Linked DNA regions of Ovis aries: region 2 is linked to region 1. A link is a contact called in public Hi-C data. All regions are on one chromosome and are shown on one strand. Each heading gives the region's core, a stretch centred on a gene start, on an enhancer-like site or on the middle of the called end of the contact. The rest is flanking DNA. Distances are from core to core; before and after follow the strand shown. Region 1 overlaps NCOR2 (nuclear receptor corepressor 2). Region 2 overlaps NCOR2 (nuclear receptor corepressor 2).

What was found. Hi-C and Micro-C count contacts between places; a contact is called where the count stands out from the background.
Region 2: a Hi-C map of muscle shows a contact between it and region 1, with 4 times the contacts expected there. The contact joins two enhancer-like sites. A contact is called at or near these places in 7 of 16 Hi-C or Micro-C datasets (hypothalamus, liver, mesenteric adipose tissue and 4 more).

Annotation. Positions count from the first base shown.
Region 1 is chr17:51,417,381-51,422,029 of ARS-UI_Ramb_v3.0, reverse strand. It overlaps NCOR2 (nuclear receptor corepressor 2), which reads right to left. Exons shown (of 50, transcript XM_060401093.1): 17 at 2,756-2,895; 18 at 784-956. Among named protein-coding and RNA genes, the nearest start is that of RFLNA, 96 kb to the left of the region's middle. Within about 2 kb of position 2,154, at least 3 of the 54 cell types and tissues checked have an H3K27ac peak or open chromatin away from gene starts, as enhancers often do.
Region 2 is chr17:51,468,488-51,473,136 of ARS-UI_Ramb_v3.0, reverse strand. NCOR2 (nuclear receptor corepressor 2) reads right to left here. Exons shown (of 50, transcript XM_060401093.1): 31 at 3,275-3,425; 32 at 527-667; 33 at 77-163. Among named protein-coding and RNA genes, the nearest start is that of RFLNA, 44 kb to the left of the region's middle. Within about 2 kb of position 1,951, at least 7 of the 54 cell types and tissues checked have an H3K27ac peak or open chromatin away from gene starts, as enhancers often do.

The DNA.
Region 1 (4,649 bases), core at 905-3,404:
ATCTCTCGCACGGAGAAGGGAGAGGAGCCTGGCATAAACCTTGGGTGTGGACAAGGAGGGCATCTGTGAGACAGAAACCATCCCTTCCATCAGCTCCCACCCTAGGAAGACATCCAGGTGGTTGGGGCCTCAGCCTGAGCACTCAGGCCTCCGGTGGGAGTTCCCGCAGACACAAGAGGGCAGGCTACAAACAGCCAAAATGGTATAGACAAGCACACACCGGCTGCCCCCCTGTGGCCAAACTTGGGAATTGCTATGTAATTCTTTTTTCCCTGACCTTAGGTTCAGAGCACCTAGGGGTGGGCATCTGTTGAGCAGGAGAAACTGAGACCCACAGAGGTGACCGTACAAACCCAGATGCCTCCCAGGGCTGGAAGGGACAGCAGCTCTCAGGCCCTCTTGAAAAGGGGTGGGTTTTTGGCCATGCTGTGTGGCTTACAGGATTCTAGATCCCCGACCAGGAATTGAACCCAGGCTGCCGGCAGTGAAAGCCTTGGGAAGACCCGAGGGCAGATCTTCTGATTGAAAAACAAAACCAAACTGGTGCTCTGGATTTGTAGGTGAATTCTCCAATTCTGGAAGGATCACAGCTGAAGGGCAGAGAACCTGCCCCAGGCACTGTTCTAGGCTCTTCCTACACGCAAAGTCACTGAAATGCTCAACCCTACAAGTTATAAGCATTACTCACAACCCTGGTGCTGATGAAGCCATCAGGACACAGAGAGGTCAAATAGCAAGTTTGCAACGAATGCTGGGATTCTGAATCCCCAGCCCAAGACTCACCCAGCTCAGCGCTCTGCTGCGGGGTGACGGCCTCCTCGCTGTTGGCCTCGTTGGCCATCGAGCGGGTGATGCGGCCTTTGCGTCTCCCCTGACTGTTGGCGGTTTTCCGGCCTTTGGAGGTCACTGCCTCCTTCTCATCGTTGTCTTCCCCAGAGGTGTCGTCCGTCTTCTCCCTAAGGCCAGAGAGGGGAGGCAAGGATGGTTTCACCTGGGCCAGGAACCTAAACGGCAGTTTCAAGACAGCCGCTTTTCTTTAGCAAGATGAGCGCTGGCTGCCAGCGATTTTCTACTAGCCCAAGGGAGCGGAAAAAAGGGGGAAAGCTCGGGGTAATGCGGTAGCAATCTGCAAGGCTCCTTTATTCACCAGATTGAGGGAATGAGGCTGCTAGAGGTCTGCAATGCCATCTTATTTATCAAAAGGGAGGTGAGAGCTGGTAGCTGTCATCTGCTTTATTCTCCAACAGGGATGTGGGCTGGTAGGTAACTGATTGCCTTATTTTATTCATCCAGTGTGGGTATGGGCTGGTGGCTATCTGCAAACCCATTTTTTCTTAAGTTATTTATTTGGCCGGGGTAGGTAGGTCTTCATTTCTCCAAGGGCTTTTCTCTAGTTGTGGAGAGTGGGGGTTACTCTCTAGTTGTGATCAGGCTTCTCATTGCAGTGGCTTCTATTGTTGCAGAGCACCAGCTCTAGGGCACATGGGCTTTCAGGAGTTGTGGCTCCCGGGCTCCAGGCTTGTAGGCTCAGTAGCTGTAGCACACGGGCTTGGTTACTCCAAGGCATGTGGGATCTTCCCGGACCAGGGATCGAACCTGTGTCTCCTGCATCGGCAGGTGGATTCTTTACCACTGAGCCACCAGGGAAGCCCTGCAAGCCCATTTTATACATCAACTAGAGATGCTCTCTGCTATCCGTTTGCAAGCTTACTGGATTAAATGCATAGGGGTGCAGGCTGGTACACCCTTCAGGCTACTTTACTCCCCACAGAGGAGATGTCCCCCTCCCTACCAACAATGCTAACTCTGCCTTCTGTGTTATCACGGGCCACTGGGGCTTGCAGAAAACGCAAGAGGAGAGTATTCCGCCGGCCTGATGCAGGCCGAGTCAGGTGTGTGGGGAGCATGTGACCTCAATAGCTGGGGCTGGGACTCTTCTTAGAAGCCGACTCAGGGGAGTTTACTGCAGGGCCGCTCAGATTTATCACCACCACCTTCCATTCATCTTCTTGAAGGCCCTCGCAGGAACGTCTGGCAGACAGGGGGTAACGAAGCCAGATGTTCTCAGAAGCCACATTCCTGAGCTTGCTCCAGGTACCTGGCGCTAAGTTGTGCCCGCCCCCCCCTTCACCCCTTGCTCGGAGTGAATCTCCAGCTGGCGGTGCTCCACCCCTGGCAGGCACGGGAGGCCGTCAGGGGCCCCGAGGCGAGGCTGTGCCTTGATCTGCAAGAACTCACACTGACAGCAATAATTCTAAAGGTGAGGGCTGCCGCCTGCGTGTACCTCGTCCTCTCAGATCTGCCCCCCTCCCGCTCTCAGCATCTCAGGAGACTCAGCGGAGGAAAGGGGAGAAGACGGGGAGGTGGGGCAGGGGGGTGAGGCAAAGAGTTCCAAAGTCATTGCCTGGATTTATTAGCTCAGGAGTAGAGCTCAAATGAGCCATCAGTCTCTAAGGTCTCCAGAGGCTTCAAGAGAAAGGCGGGCAGGTGGAGGAAAGAGAGAGGAACAGGCTTCCGGAAGGGAGGAGGAGGGGGGTGCGTGCTGCCAGGGGACCGGCAAAGGAGAAAGCGCTTCCCTTCTCAGCAGGAGATCTGCTGTAGATAGACGGCAAATGCTCACACGCCTTTACGGAGGGTGGAGGGCGGGTGGCCTGCAGGCTGAGTACCAACCATGGCCCCCCTGCTAGCCTGCCCGCCCGCCTGCCACCTGGGGGTTGTGGCCGGGCCCCCCGCAGGACCACCGGGCTGGCCTTACTTGATCAGCTCCTCCTTGTCATTCTCCACGTCAGGCTTCTCCTCCTCCTTCTCCACCTCCTTCTCCTTCTCCTTCTCATCTTTCTCCTCCTGGCTGCTGCGGGGCATCTGCTGCTGCTGCTGTTGCTGTTGCTGCTGCTGCTGCCAGGCCCCAGGGGAAGGCAGGGGGCAGTGGGGGAGAGAAGGACACAGTCAGGCAGGCAAGGCTCTGCACCTGGACTGAGAGCTGGAGGGGAGGGGGAGTCCGCGGGAGCCCCCTTCTCCAACACCTACACTGTGAGCTGGGCAGAAAGCCCCACAATCTGGGGCACTGGGAGGCAGGAGTCAAAGGGCAAGGTATAGAAAGTGCTCGTGTCAGACCCCTGGCCTCTGGCACTTGGTGACTGCGTGACCTTGGATGAGAGTCTTAAGCTCTCTGTGCTCCGATTCTTCCCTTTGAAAGCATGCCTACCCCTCAGCCAGGCATGGGGAGGCCAAAACGAGCGAATGCTTACAGAGTTGGCATCTGGCACCAGGATTTAAGCGTGGTGGGAGCCCCAAGGCAGGAGGGTGGGGCCCTGGTCAGCTTCAGGCAAGAGCAGGGTGAACACAGGGAAAACTGGGTCACAGCCTGAGTTCCCTGCCTGCCTGCTTGCCTGACTGCCCCAGACAAAAGCTCAGGCCAGCTCTCCAGGCCTCAGTCTCCACATCTGTAAAATGGGTAGACGGAAGGGCTGTCCCCAGGCCCATTCAGGATGGCTGCTGCTATGACGAGGGCCTGCTTTTGCTGCCGTGGGCCTGGTCTTCCTCTCCAGTGAGTCAGCCCTTGAAGGGGAAGACAGCAGGCCTGCTGGACAGGAGAGATCAAAGGGGCTTACAACAAAACCAGCCCCCTTCCTGCAGGCCTATTCCTTTCATCTCCTTCCCGAGTGAGTGAAGCTGCCACTGGCCAACCTGCCCCAGTCAGCCAGCCTGCTGACCCTGCCCTCACCAAGACAGGGAGGGCAGGCGAGCTCCTCCCCACACTGCCACCTGACTTCCTTTCTGTCCTGCCTGATTTCTTTTAAGCCACACACTGATTCTCTTAGCCACCCCCAAAGTGCTCCTTTCGAGCAGCTGCCAAAGCAGACCATCTTTCCAACCCCAGGAGTCAATGAAATTTAAAAAAACGAAATGCAAAGCCTTTCAATGTGTGCTGAGGGGTGTGGTCACACCAACATTTAAACCAAGGAGAAAGAAACCCAAGCAGATGGAGAAGGTGAGGGCATAGGGCAGGGGGCTCCCTTTCTCCCCATCTTTCCTCCATACCAGGAACACATGCTGATCCCCAGCGCAGGCTGCCTTGGCCTGAGACCCCACCTCCCCTAATCCCCCGCCCTTCTCTGTAGTTTTAATTTATGATTCACTATGCGGCTGAGCACAGGGGTCAGCTACAGGCGATCTGTACAGAGCGGGGGTCTGGGTATTCATGGGAACCATCGGCTTTCTGAGACTGCAGCAGTGTGAACCCAGGAAGCTCCTGGCTCAGGTCTGCCCCCTTCCCCAAGAACCTTCCTCTGATCTCCAAGAAGAGGGGCAAGGAGGCAGAAAAGCCTCCCTCTGCCCCCTGTTATGTCGCTGTCAATTCCCAATGGGTGTCCCAATGTCTCTGAACTGTCCCTCACCACCACCCCAAACCCTGAAACACTAAACTTCCAACCGCTGGCGAAGATGGAAGGGGGGGCGGCGGGGACCAGGATCCAGAGCGAGGGGAGATGGCATGGCCGACTGGGGAGGGACCCTTGCCCCGTGGGCTGCTCGGCATGGCTGCTGTCTTCACCTGTGAGACCTGCCCGGCTTCTGCATATTCAGGAACCTGACGTCTAGGGCCTGGAAGGGCAGGGCCGGGGCTTTCCAACCTCAGGGGGCTTGATGTC
Region 2 (4,649 bases), core at 702-3,201, 51 kb before region 1:
CTGTAAACCCGAGGGCTTGTTGCAGCTGCCCCAAGGGTGCAGTGGCTGGGCACGCCGGGAGCAGAGGGCAGCGTACCTTGCGTGATGGAACCTCGGATATGGTGCTGCTCTTTGAGGTGGTGGGGGCTGTGTCGCTCGGGCGGGATGGCGCGGCCCATGAGACCTGGAGGGGGCGGGCGACAGCATCGTCCCACGGCTCCCTGACCCGGCCTTGGGCAGTGACTGGCCAGGGTCTACAGCCCCTGCCTCCCTCCAGCAGGTCCCTCCAGCCACCCAGTCCCCGAGCTGATGTTAATGGTGGTGGCGATAGAGGGCCCAGCTGGCAAGTGGCCCGCTTTCTGGGCCCTGTGCCACCTCTGGACGGAGCCTCAGAAACACCCAGCTTTCCTATCTGTAAAGTCGGGATAACTATTCCCGCACTCCGCCCAGGGGGAGCTGATGTAACCCAGCAAGTGGGGAAGCCCCCAGGGCAGGTCCTACGGCCCCTGCTCCACCCCCAGAATCGGGAGCCGGGCAGGGTACACACCTTCGATGCTGGCTGAGGAGATGGCCCGGCTGACGCGGCCCTCCATCATGTCGTAGGTGCGCTTGGGGGCGGCCGTCTCGTGGGGAGGGCCTGAGCTGCTCCTGCCATCCTCCTTGGAGCACTGGGATACGGACATGCCACCTGGAAACCAGACCACGGTCACGATGCAGGGCAGCCCCGGGAGGCTGTGTGCACCGAGCCCAGGGCCAGCAACCTGGAGGGCCGGAGGGCGACAGCGGCTCAAACGGACCCCCGTCACGAGAGCCCGTCAGCCACGCGGCTGAAGCCGGGCCCAGCTGGGCCTTCCCGCAGGAACCCCCAGCCGGCAGTCCAGCCCAGGGCCTGCTCTGCTGGTTGGTGGGTCTGCACCTTTGACTGTCCACAGGCATGTGAGTGTGCACAGACAAACACTCGTGGGAGCGGACGTGTGACGTGAACGTGCAGAACCACGTGCATGTGAGCAAAGATGCACCAGCTGAGTGTGAACATGCAGGGTTGGCACAACCATCCCTGTGTGTCAATGTGGGTCTGTGTGTGTGCAACGTGTGACACTGTGTGTGTGTGTCCACTGTGAACATGAGGCCACATGCAAAACACCACGTGCATCTGTGTCCACGTGGGGAGAGTGTGTGTCTGGTTAGACGTGGGAGGGACAAGGAGGGTCCACAGCACGGGTGGCCTCATCCAGCCAGGCTGAGCCCAGAGGGCGGGCACATCAGGCTGGGCACATGGGTGCTGGCCATGTGCCATGGCCATGGGTCTGAGCAGCCAGGAGGGGGCCCCCGAGGAGGCCACGGTTCCGTTTTGCCCATTGGGCTGGGGGATCCTGAGTTGGCCTCTCCTTCCAGGGGTGGCGGAGTCTGTGGGTATCAGAAGCAAGTCCTGCATGCCCCAGGCCGGCCCCTTAGAATAACGGGTACCCTGGCTCTCACGGATTTCCATCACGACCCCGAGGGATCCTCAGAGCAGGAGCTCCTCCACGGGGTTACAAACTAGTGGCTGGCGGATAGATGGTATCACCGCTCCTAATTTTTCTCAAAATTGATTGCTGATGTTTAAACACCAGGAGACGTCAGATAAAAATGGAGAGATCAGAAGTCTGGCTGGCGAGCTTGCACTTGTTACAGGGTGACAATCAGCTGCCGGAGAACAGAGGCAGGGGCCCCTGTAGAGATGGCCGTCACTCCCAGGGTTGCCATAGTCTCCCTGCCATCTACTGCCTGCCACTGGCATCACTAGTCCCCAGGCCCCAGGAAGCACATGAGAAATGAAAGGCCTTGACAGACACCCATTCTGCGGATGCTAAGCCTAAGGCCTGCAGGGGCTCAAGAACTGATCTGGAGGCCTGAGCCGGGATGCCACCCAGGGCTCCCCACTCACAACACCCTGAACTGCCTCTCTGTCTGCCCTTCTCAGGGCCCCTGGCCATCCCCCAGGGCACTCAGCCAGGTACTGTCAGAACGCGACTGACAGCCAGTCCCCAAGGCTGTCTCCACCACTCGGTAGCAGAGAAAGGCAAGTACCTAAGCCCCATGGTACCACCTCCGCTTCCCAGGACCTGGGGGGCCATGGGGGCTGGGTGCTGGGCCGGTGGAGGCGGATAGTGAAGAAAAAGCACCCGCCCATTGGAGGAGAAGCAATTTGCGGCTCTACGGCTGCCAGCGGCTGAGAGGGGCGCCCATTAGCGGCTTTTATCTCTGCACCCCTGGGTGCCCAAGGCTGCCAGGAAATTGACATCTCAGCCCTTGATTCCCTTAATTCCTTCCAGGCAGGGCTCCCGGGTGGGGAAGCGGAACCCAGGGAGGGTGAGTGGAGTGAGGAGCGCTGAAGTGGGGGGCCTAGGGCGTAAGGGGGCAGCGTGTCACTAGTTACCGCCCCTGCCTGCCACCCTCGTGCCGTCAATCAGAGAGCGCAGCCTTTGCCAGGGCCAGAGGCCTAGGGGTGTGAGCTTGGGGCTTCTGCTCCCTGGGCCTGTTCCCTCACTCGCAAGGCTGGCCGTAAGTCTGCTTCCTAAACTGTAAAGAACGAAGGAGAGGTGGGAGGCAGCTAAGGCTGATCTTTACCTGCTCTGACTTACATACCTACGTGACTTACATACCTACAGGGACGGGGAGGTCACCACCTCTCTGATTGTGCTTCCTGGTGTCACCCCAGCCCTGCCTCGTGAGGAACCCCCCTCAATGGACCAAAGACTTCCCCTACCCCCGTCCCAGGGATCCTGTTCTTTGAGGGGCCACTGGACATCGTTGTACCTCAGCTCCCACACCTGGAAAATGGGAACACACTCCTCCTCGGCTCTCAACCACACACAGCTGACAGGAGGGCAACACACTCCCCCAGACTTGTTTTCTGAAGACATCTGGCTGCCCTTTAACCCCAACCATATTTTCTGGAAAATTCTCTCTTGACCAGCTCCAGAAACACCAAAGTCTGGGGTTTGGTGAATAAGCCACAGTGGATACAGACAGGTTTAATGACAAGATTAACAAGGTGACTTTCCATTTGTACCTCGGGAGGGGGGGTTGTCCTGAGAGCCTTCTGAGGGGGCTTCATCTGCTGGACCCCCAGCCCCTGGCATATGGGTGGCCCCCAGTAAACATCAAGTGACCAGATGAACAACCACCTGTAGGTCCCCATTGGTCCTCTTCCTCAGGAGTCCTTGCCGGACATCAAAGAGCCCTGAACGGGACGGCCTGCCCAGCCCCTGCCCGCCCACCAGCTTCTCATAGCCATGGTGGCATCACTCACCCTCGTAGGATAGCACATGGCCCTTCTTGCCCTCGTAGATGACGTGGCCCTTGGGCAGCCCATCCTCCCGGCTGCGGTCCAGGCGGCTCGGGCTGTCCTCACCGATGATCCTGGTGATGGTTCCCTTGTACAGGACATCGGCCGGCGTGCCCTGGGGGTGTGGAGGCGGGTGATCACCTGCAGGCTCTGGCCAGGGACCGCACCCACCCCCAACTCGCCAGACATGACCAGCATGTGTGCACGTGTGCCTTCCGAATCCACACAGGCACACATGTGTATATCACTGCATACGTGTTCATACACATGCGGCTTCAAAAGGGAAGGCAGAGGGAATTCCCTGGCGGTCCAGCGGTTAGGACTCCATGCTTGCACTGCTGGCACTGAGGTTCAATTCCTGGCTGAGGAACTAAGATACCGCAAGCTGCCGTGTGGCCAAGAGAAAAAAGAAAAAATGGGGGAGGCAGAGCCCTCCAGAACACAACCACACGGAACAAACATCAGCGATATTATTAATTAATCCTGGAAACAGCCCTCAGTCAGGTACTACTGAGCCTATTTCAGATGAGGAAACCGAGGCACCAAGACACCAGGTAGCTTCGCCCAGGGTCACCTGGCTAAACGAGGGCAGAGCCAGGCTGGGAAGCAAGGCAGTCTGGTCCCGGGCCTGTGCTTCTACTTGTACTACGTGACTTATACTTTCTCAGAGCCTGGATGCTGGGATGTCAGTCCACGTGCCTGTGACCGCGTGTCGCTCCCCAAACGAGAATGGGGACTCACATCAGGGCGGGACACCAGAAATCTGAGCTCTGACACAGGGTTTCTCAATCTTGGCACTGTGACCTGCGGGGCCAGATGCTTCTCTGTGGTGGGGGCCACCCTGGACACTGTAGGATGCTTAGCAGCGCCCCTACCCCGGCACCCTGGGCTCTACCCACTAGATGCCATGTGATCCCCTCAACCTGCCCCTCCAGATGTGACGATCAAAGACGTCCCTAGACACTGCCCAGTGTCCCCTGGAGGTAAAATTGGCCCCATCAGGAACTACGGCCTTAGAGGGAGTGTGCTTCCTATCGAGGGGTGTATTCAGGCAGACAGAAGATGGCCCCATGGGGTAGCATCCTGCCTTGGGTGACTTCCAAGAACATGAGTGTGAGGGTCAGAATATCAATCTGGAGCCAGACTGCTGGATGGCAAACAGCAGCTTTACCGGCGAGTTGCTGTGTGACCTTTGTCAAGTCACTTTGCCTCTCTGAGCCTCAGTCTGTACATCTGCAAAACAGATGCAATCTCTGTCTGCGACTCTTGAAGGCGCCTGGCACAGACAAGCTGTCCCCAGGTCAAGACGTCTCTCTTCTCTTTCTATGAATCCAAGAGC